2 separate regions of the Mus musculus genome follow, and region 2 is linked to region 1. The links are chromatin contacts, called in public HiCAR-type maps. All regions are on one chromosome and are shown on one strand. Each heading gives the region's core, a stretch centred on a gene start, on an enhancer-like site or on the middle of the called end of the contact. The rest is flanking DNA. Distances are from core to core; before and after follow the strand shown. Region 1 overlaps Hivep3 (human immunodeficiency virus type I enhancer binding protein 3). Region 2 overlaps Hivep3 (human immunodeficiency virus type I enhancer binding protein 3).

Region 1 (3,578 bases), core at 817-3,316:
TCCCCTTACTTTCCAGATGTCTGTCCTTCAAGACACCCTGTGAATCAATATGACTCTCACACCCTCCCCCCTCCTACTCCTAGAGACCACTGCCTTGGGGATATCACAATCTTCCTGCTTGGTTCCCCTTGTAGTCATATGGAGCCATGCCTGAGCTGGCCAATTAGTCAGAGAATCCTGGTCACTCAGGTAGAGCTCAATTATTTTAGGTGAATCTAGCTGTGTGGTCTTGGGACATATTGCTCAAGTTCCCTGTGCCTTAGTTTCTACCTCTATAAAATGGAGAAAATAAAGTACCAGTCTCCTGAAAATACTAGGATTATGAAATGATTTTGTGGGTGCAAAAACCCTGAGCCCAGCATTCGTTGCCTATACTGTTAGGAAGAGAATTTCAGCTTCTTATTAATCAACTAAATTCATTTTAATGTAACATAAAGGAAAACTCATGCCATTATAAACCTCACGTCTTAGGTCAAGGCTAAGGTTTTAAAGGTCAACACATAGAGGCTAAAGAGATGGCTTAGCAGTTATGAGCATCTGCTGTTCTTGCAGAGGACCTGGGTTCAGTTTCCTCACAACCATCTGGAACTCCAGTTCTAGGGGACCTGGTGCCCTCTACTGCCTTCAGCAGATACCAGACAAGCATGTGGTGCACATACATACATGCAAGTGAAACACTCATGCATGTAAACAAACAAACACATTTAAGGAAGGACTTGTGTAAATGCTGGTCTAGACAGCAGGTCATGGCTGGGAAGGTAGAATGCACGGGCTTTTAGGGGAAGATAGATTGATTTAGACTGAAGCCTGAGGCTCAGGGAGGAGAAACTCTGGAGAGAGGAAGCTCAGAGTTTCCAGTGTCACAATGCAGTCAGCAGCTCACCTGGGACCAGATGGGGCCCACACCACCATGTCCTCCCAGGCATTCCAAATTCTGGCATGCTCAGAGCCCTGCTGGAGCACCTTTGCAAGCACAGGAAAAGCAGCTTGTCAGCACTTGGCTTGTCAGCAGACAGGGCCACACACAAATCCTAGTCACCCGAAGGAGTAAAGGCAGCTGCTTAGCAAATGCCCTCAACATCTGACTCCACTTTTGCATTTCCCAGCGGTGCAACCCTGGATACACTGTATAACCTCTCTGAGCTTCTGTTCTCAAAGCCACAAGTGGAGACAATAGGTAAAAGGTCTGGGTTGATGTGGTGGTTTGAATAGAAATGGTTCCCATAGACTCAAGTTTGAATGCTTGGCCCATAGAAAGCAGCACTGTTAGGAGGTGTGGCCTTGTTGGAGTAGGCGTGGCTTTGTTGGAAGAAGTCTGTCACTGTAGAAGTGGGCTTTGAGGGTGTAAGAAGGTCAAATTTGGCCAGTGTGCACAGTCTCCTTCTGCTACCTGAGGATCAAGATGTAGAACTCTCAGCTCTGTTTCCTTTCCCCCTTCTTTCCCCATTCCCTTCCTGCCTCTTTCTACACATATTCATGATCCTCTACATCTCTACTTTCTTTCTCTGCCTCTACAACCTTCTTAACTCCCCTCCTCATGCCCTTAATAAACCCTATTCTATACTAAAACAAAACAAAACAAAACAAAACAAAACAAAACAACAACCCAAACACTGGCTGCTCCTCAAGAGGACTTGGGTTCAATTCCCAGCATCCACGCTGTGGCTCACAATCATCTATAATGGAATCTGCTGCCCCCTTCTGGCCTCCACAGGCATAACACTTGTATACATAAAACAAAAATAAATCTTTTAAAGGTGGCTAGTGAATCGGGTGCATAGAAGTGAGTAAGGAGAAATGAGGCCCCTCTTTTCCTTCCCCTAAGAGCAAGAGCTAAGTGCCCCCCAACTGCACCCACGAAAACCCACACAGGAAGCCTTTCATCACGGAATCTATGGGTCACATCCTCACTCCCAAGCCCTCAGTGGCCCCATTTCTCATTCCTACAAGTCTGCGGGTTGAACGTGCAGTTTTGCTCTCTGCTTGATCCCCATTCACCTCGTGCTCCCCTTGTTCCCATTAACACAATGTCTCCACTTTCATTTCTCATTACCCCTGTGGCTGAAACATCACTGTTGCAATGAGCTGAAACCTCAGATCTGATCGATGTTGCCCTGACGGTGTCCCAGTGACTCACTCTTCTCTACAGAACCAAGCCAGACTCCAACCACTGGCCACGATCCTGTGAAATCTGGCTAATTCCCCCTCTCTCACAGACATGTGTTTTTACACCCCACCCACACACGTGCATTCTCACACATATGGTCTACTCCCAGGATCCTTACAGCAGCAGGCCTGTACACCTGCTGGTCTTCTCCCAGAATACTCTACCCGCTCCTGGGAGACTCCTCTGGCTCACCGCACCTGGCCGAGATGGAGCACTTTACTTTACAAACTCACCCCTCCCCTCATTCCTTTACTAAGCCCATTTTCTTCCATTACTCCGTCTAGGCCATGTGACGTAAGGCAAAGCATTGGCTAGAACTACCAAGCAGGAACACAGCTGGCAGCAAGCCACTTCTACCTTTCCCTGCTTCCTTCATGAAAGACGGAGGTGACGGCCAGTGACCTTGTAGTCACCTGAGAATATGAGGTGAATTTCAGGATGAAAACCATGTTCTGTGGTTGGAAGAGCAGTAAGAAAGAAGGAGCCTGGGCTACTCCTCCAATGTGGAGCTGCCATAGGCCATGTCTGGGCCGTCTTCCTTTGGTTCTTGCATGAGAAGAGAACATACACCATTATGTGCCTAAACCTATATTATTTTAGTTAGTTTTTTGGACACTCTTTGGAACATGGGCACATATCCCCTTAGCTTTTGAGTGCCAACCTAGGGACACCCCCTCCATGAAGTCTTTTCAGACAAAATCCCCAGCTTCCACTAAATAGAATTCTCGTCACCCTCCCCCATCCCCAGTTCTCTACCAGGAGAGTTGCTCAGCCTCCCTAGTCACTCAGCCTCCCTAGTCCCTGGCTGCTTGAGGCAAGGGTTTATCACTCTTCTTTCGAGCCCACACACAGACAACACACGCATAACTGGTTCTGCTCAAGGAACATTCTATAGCACAGAGCTGCATCTTCTTGAGAGTCTAGCCCAGGGATGAGGTCATGTCCCCTGCTGGTCAAAGTGGCCTCTCTCAAGATGGAGCAGTGTGGAGCTGCAGGACAGGCCCCAAGTGTGTGAATGTGTGAATGTGTGAATCCCCTTCCTTCCAGCTAGGACTCTGAGCTCTGCCAGCTGAGGCCTGCCTGTCACTAGCCATCCTTCTCAGATCTCCTTTCCTTAACACCCTTAGCTGGCACTTACAACCAGAGGTAAAAGGCTCCTGAAGGGCAGGGATAAACTCCCAGCTGCTACGCTCCTGACACCTGTTCTTCCAGCAGCCACAGCTGCCAAGAAAATGAAGGCAGCTGCCGTGAGCAGACCCACAAGCAGGGAAGATGCAGTGGCCACGATGATATCCCGATGGGGAGGCCTCTTTAGGAATAACCTTGACCTAAAGAATGGACACTTTCCCACAAGCTTCAGACCTACGCATGTCGGCTCAGGCTTAACGATGGGCACAGAAGATATGCAGGC
Region 2 (3,672 bases), core at 862-3,361, 140 kb before region 1:
CTTCTTCCCTCCCTCCCTCCCTCCCTTCCTCCCTCCCTCCCTCCCTCCCTCCTTCCCTCCCTCCCTCCCTCCCTTCCTTCCTTCCTTCCTTTTTGAAAGCAGGTGCTCTCTCCTTCAGCCCTACCAGCTCCTTGGATGATGATGATGACATAGCTTGTAGCAGACAAAACACCCTAGGATTTAACTCTTACCCAAAGAGCTTCCAATGCCACACCCCCACCCATGTCACAGCCCACTCCTAACGCCCAAGATGGAGATATGCATGCAAACACATATAGGAGCCCAGGGACCTCACTTGCCTATGTACTCAGCCCCTAGAGTTTGGAACTCTCCAGGTAATCATGAGAGGCCAGACCTGACACCCTTCCATGCCTCCGGGCAGGGGCTTTATGACAGGGCAGGGTATGAAGGTGACTTAGGATTGGGCATGGAAGGACAAGCCTGGGAAACAGGTTAATATATCAGAGGCCTGGGTCCTTGTGAGACATTGTTGTGTCCTTTAGCAGAGGTGAGGTGGAGACTGAGGGGCGGAGACATGGGAAGGCTGGAATTCCTAATCAAGGCACCAGGGAATTCCAGACCAGCTCTGTCAGAGGTCAGGGAAGGCAAGGACAGGTGATGGCCACTCTCCAGACAGAAGGTTTTAAGAGAAGAACACAGCCAGCTAAAATGGCAGTTGGCAAACCAGACTGGAGCTTCTTACCTGCGCTGCAGGCACCACTTCCGATGACCAAAACTGAAGCGCTGCTCTCTCTGGAAGCCAGCGTTCATGTCCACTCCGGCCGCAAAGCCTCTGCTTACACACTGCTTCTCCCTGAGGAAGGGGTAGCGTGCCTGGCCAGCGGCTCTCCAGAGTCTTCCATGAGCTACTTCGAGGCAGCTTGGTTTGTGCCTCTGATCCTACAAAAGTGGGGAAGACGGAAGCCATGGTCAGGGAGTTTTCTAGATCAATTTTAGGTACAGAACAATCCCTGCTTTATCCCAGCCCTGAACTCTCTCCAAATTGCATTTCTGTCCCATGTCCCCTCAGGGAGATAGTAGGATACAGTGGCTCTGGGATGATACACTGTACATTCCTTTGCCCTATGCTAAACTTCCCTGAGTGTCATCCTTTACCAGGCGGATGGGCAGGGCTCCTGGTGGACCTCAAGGTTTCCAAATCCTGGAGTACAGTTTTTGGACAATGACAGATGACTGGGGTCTGTGTCAGGGCATCCTTGACCTTGAACAGGCTCGAGGGAAGTCTACTTGAAAGGTAGAGTTTTCTGTTTGGTTCTAGATGAGCAAGTTAGAGGGACTGGCATCAGTCAGACTCTATGAACGCTTGCTGGCCTGAAGGTGGAAGGATCATGTGGAAGGGAAGGACCCAGAGGCAGCAGCTAGCAACTCGGAAGGACTGCCCATCTGAAAACCAGCAAGGGAACAGAACTTCAGCCCCCCCACCAACCACAGGGACTCAGGTTACATCAATCCAAGAATGAGATTGGAAAGGTATAACACTCCCCAGAGCAGGGTTGACTCCTCAGTTTACCCACATCCAATGCCAACCTAAGCCAACTGCAGACGTGATTGGGTGCCTTCGTGGTAAGGACATGGTTACAGCCTAGGGACCTATAGAAGCAAGCTGACCCATGGGTATGGCGCACAATCACTTACCCTGAGGGGGCTGCTAGCCCAAGTGAAAACTAACATGCTTGGAACAGTGCGGGGGGCAAAGGAGTGCATTGTGGTTTCCAAGTTACTAAACAAAACACTCTTCGAGCCAAGGGAAGCCTAGGGCAGGACAGGAGCTCCAGAGAGATTCCTGAGCAGATGGATGGATGAGCAAGCGATGTGGCTCAGGCACCAGGGCAGCTGTCATAAGGCTCAAACCAGGAAGCTCAGAGGAAAGCACTTCTTAAAGCAGAAAACCCGAGTCGTTTAGCTGTGTGCCGCATAGCGTCCTAGGCATGCCACGCTCTTTGGACTCTCCGTCCGGTTTGTCTGCTTCTGATGGTGTGGTGTGAGAGCTGAGAATGTGATCTCTAAGGCTCTGATACCCTAGGTTCTGGTCCACGTCCTTCTCTTTGTGACCTCCGTGGTGTGTGAAGTCACTGTGTGTGAAAAGGAGGCTGAGAATGGTGAGGGCTTTCTGAGCTTTGGTGAGTCACTGTGCACGCAGTGCCGAGAACAACGCCTGGCATGTGGCACAACCCACATAATTTCCCCGGACTCTGTCCCAGAGCGGAGTGTAGTAATGTGGGGTAACCTGCACATAGGCCTGTGGCACTGTCCTCTTGCTTGTCCTCGGCACCATGCTTTGTGAGAACGTAAGTCCTTGGCAACCACTCCACACAGATGATTGCTACAGAACACAGAGATCACCTGAGGTCTCCAATGTCCCCTCTCACCACACCTGCTGCTGTTCAACTCCGAAGAGTGGCATGGTAGAGAGGACTGGCTCTGTGGCTCCCTGTGGTAACTTATTTGAGTCTGCCAACAGAGCCATCTAGACATTGCACAGCTTTGCCATGTCCCATCAACTCCAAGTCTGATCTCCCAGTCCACTGCAAGTATTAAAAAAAAAATAGGAGTACCTGATACCTCCCACCGAGACCCCAGAGCACCCACAGGCCAGGCCCCACCTCCAAGCCCTCCTCAGACTGTTTCAGACATCACACCCCTCCCCCACAGCATGTCTACCTGGTCAGATGCTTCTCCCACTCATCAAACTCGCACCACACTGGACATGAGGTCCACCGCCCACGAGACCCAACACCCGCTTGCTACAGTTCTCTTTCGATAAGCAAGTGTCCTCTGTGCAGACACCAGGAGCTGAGAGTCCTTCCAGACGGTGTGATATTCAGACAGGTTTCCTCTGAATCACATGCAACCCCTAGCGGGAATCCCCCACGCAATGTGTGACAATTCTTTTTAGAACCCGACGTGGTCGTTCATTCATTTAATGGGTCCAGCTGGCTAGCAGTTGCCAAAGTGGACAAGATTTGGTCCTTGTCTTCAGAGGAACCACACTGGAGTCGATTCTGATGGTGTCTGGATGTGGGGGGTGTTTCAAGCTCAGCCCTTGAACCTCCTGAACAGGGACCATCAAGAAACTGCACACTGAGGAGTCATGACCGAAGCAGGAGTCAGCAGGAAAAGAGGTTTGCTAGAGGAGGAGGCAGGACTTGAGCTGCCCGGGGACTGGGGTCATGAGATGGTTTTGATTCATGAGGGGGTGTGGCTTGTGGAGGACCTAGGATGAGCTGAAGCATGGAGACCGGCTTCGTCATCCCATCACCAGCCACTCACAGTCCTCCTCAGTAGCTGTCCAGCTACATCTGCATATTAGTCACCTGAGAATGTCATCCCCAAGACCCAAGTTTCTAGATGACAGAGAGGGCTCAGTGGTCTGCCTCTTCTCCCCGAAAATGCCACTAAAACAAAAAAGAGCCTACAAATTGGAGGAGATCCTGAGTCATACCAGCTGGCCAGAAAGTCTGAGGACTCAGAGGAGTGGGGACCACAGAAAGCCCAATCGCATCCCACCAACTGCTTTAGGCGGGAATAGGAAAGGCCCACTCCCAAGTCAGGAAACAAAGTTCAGCCTGGGAGCACATCCTCTGAGTCTCCAAAGGGACCAATATGGGTGGGAGGGAAGCACTAGATGCCAGGGCCACACACCTCTGTCCC

Evidence for each region. HiCAR-type assays count read pairs that join an accessible place to other places.
Region 2: a contact with region 1 is called in a HiCAR-type map of Th17 cells, with 8 times the contacts expected there. The contact joins two enhancer-like sites. A contact is called at or near these places in 4 of 15 datasets of contacts at CTCF or cohesin (CD8 T cells, the NIH/3T3 cell line, large pre-B cells and 1 more), 9 of 484 Hi-C or Micro-C datasets (B cells, the C3H10T1/2 cell line, CD8 T cells and 6 more), 10 of 115 datasets of contacts at active chromatin or transcription factors (CD8 T cells, T-cell acute lymphoblastic leukemia, Th17 cells and 6 more) and 2 of 9 other capture datasets (adipose tissue and liver).

Annotation. Positions count from the first base shown.
Region 1 is chr4:119,921,714-119,925,291 of GRCm38.p6, reverse strand. All of the region lies in intron 1 of Hivep3 (human immunodeficiency virus type I enhancer binding protein 3), which reads right to left. Among named protein-coding and RNA genes, the nearest start is that of Hivep3, 110 kb to the right of the region's middle. Within about 2 kb of position 2,066, at least 22 of the 459 cell types and tissues checked have an H3K27ac peak or open chromatin away from gene starts, as enhancers often do. A contact at or near this core is called in Th17 cells, where this site is marked.
Region 2 is chr4:120,062,095-120,065,766 of GRCm38.p6, reverse strand. Hivep3 (human immunodeficiency virus type I enhancer binding protein 3) reads right to left here. Exons shown (of 9, transcript NM_010657.3): 3 at 704-900. It overlaps Gm36215 (a long non-coding RNA gene), which reads left to right. Exons shown (of 3, transcript XR_376605.4): 3 at 1-386. Among named protein-coding and RNA genes, the nearest start is that of Gm36215, 11 kb to the left of the region's middle. Within about 2 kb of position 2,111, at least 21 of the 459 cell types and tissues checked have an H3K27ac peak or open chromatin away from gene starts, as enhancers often do. A contact at or near this core is called in Th17 cells, where this site is marked.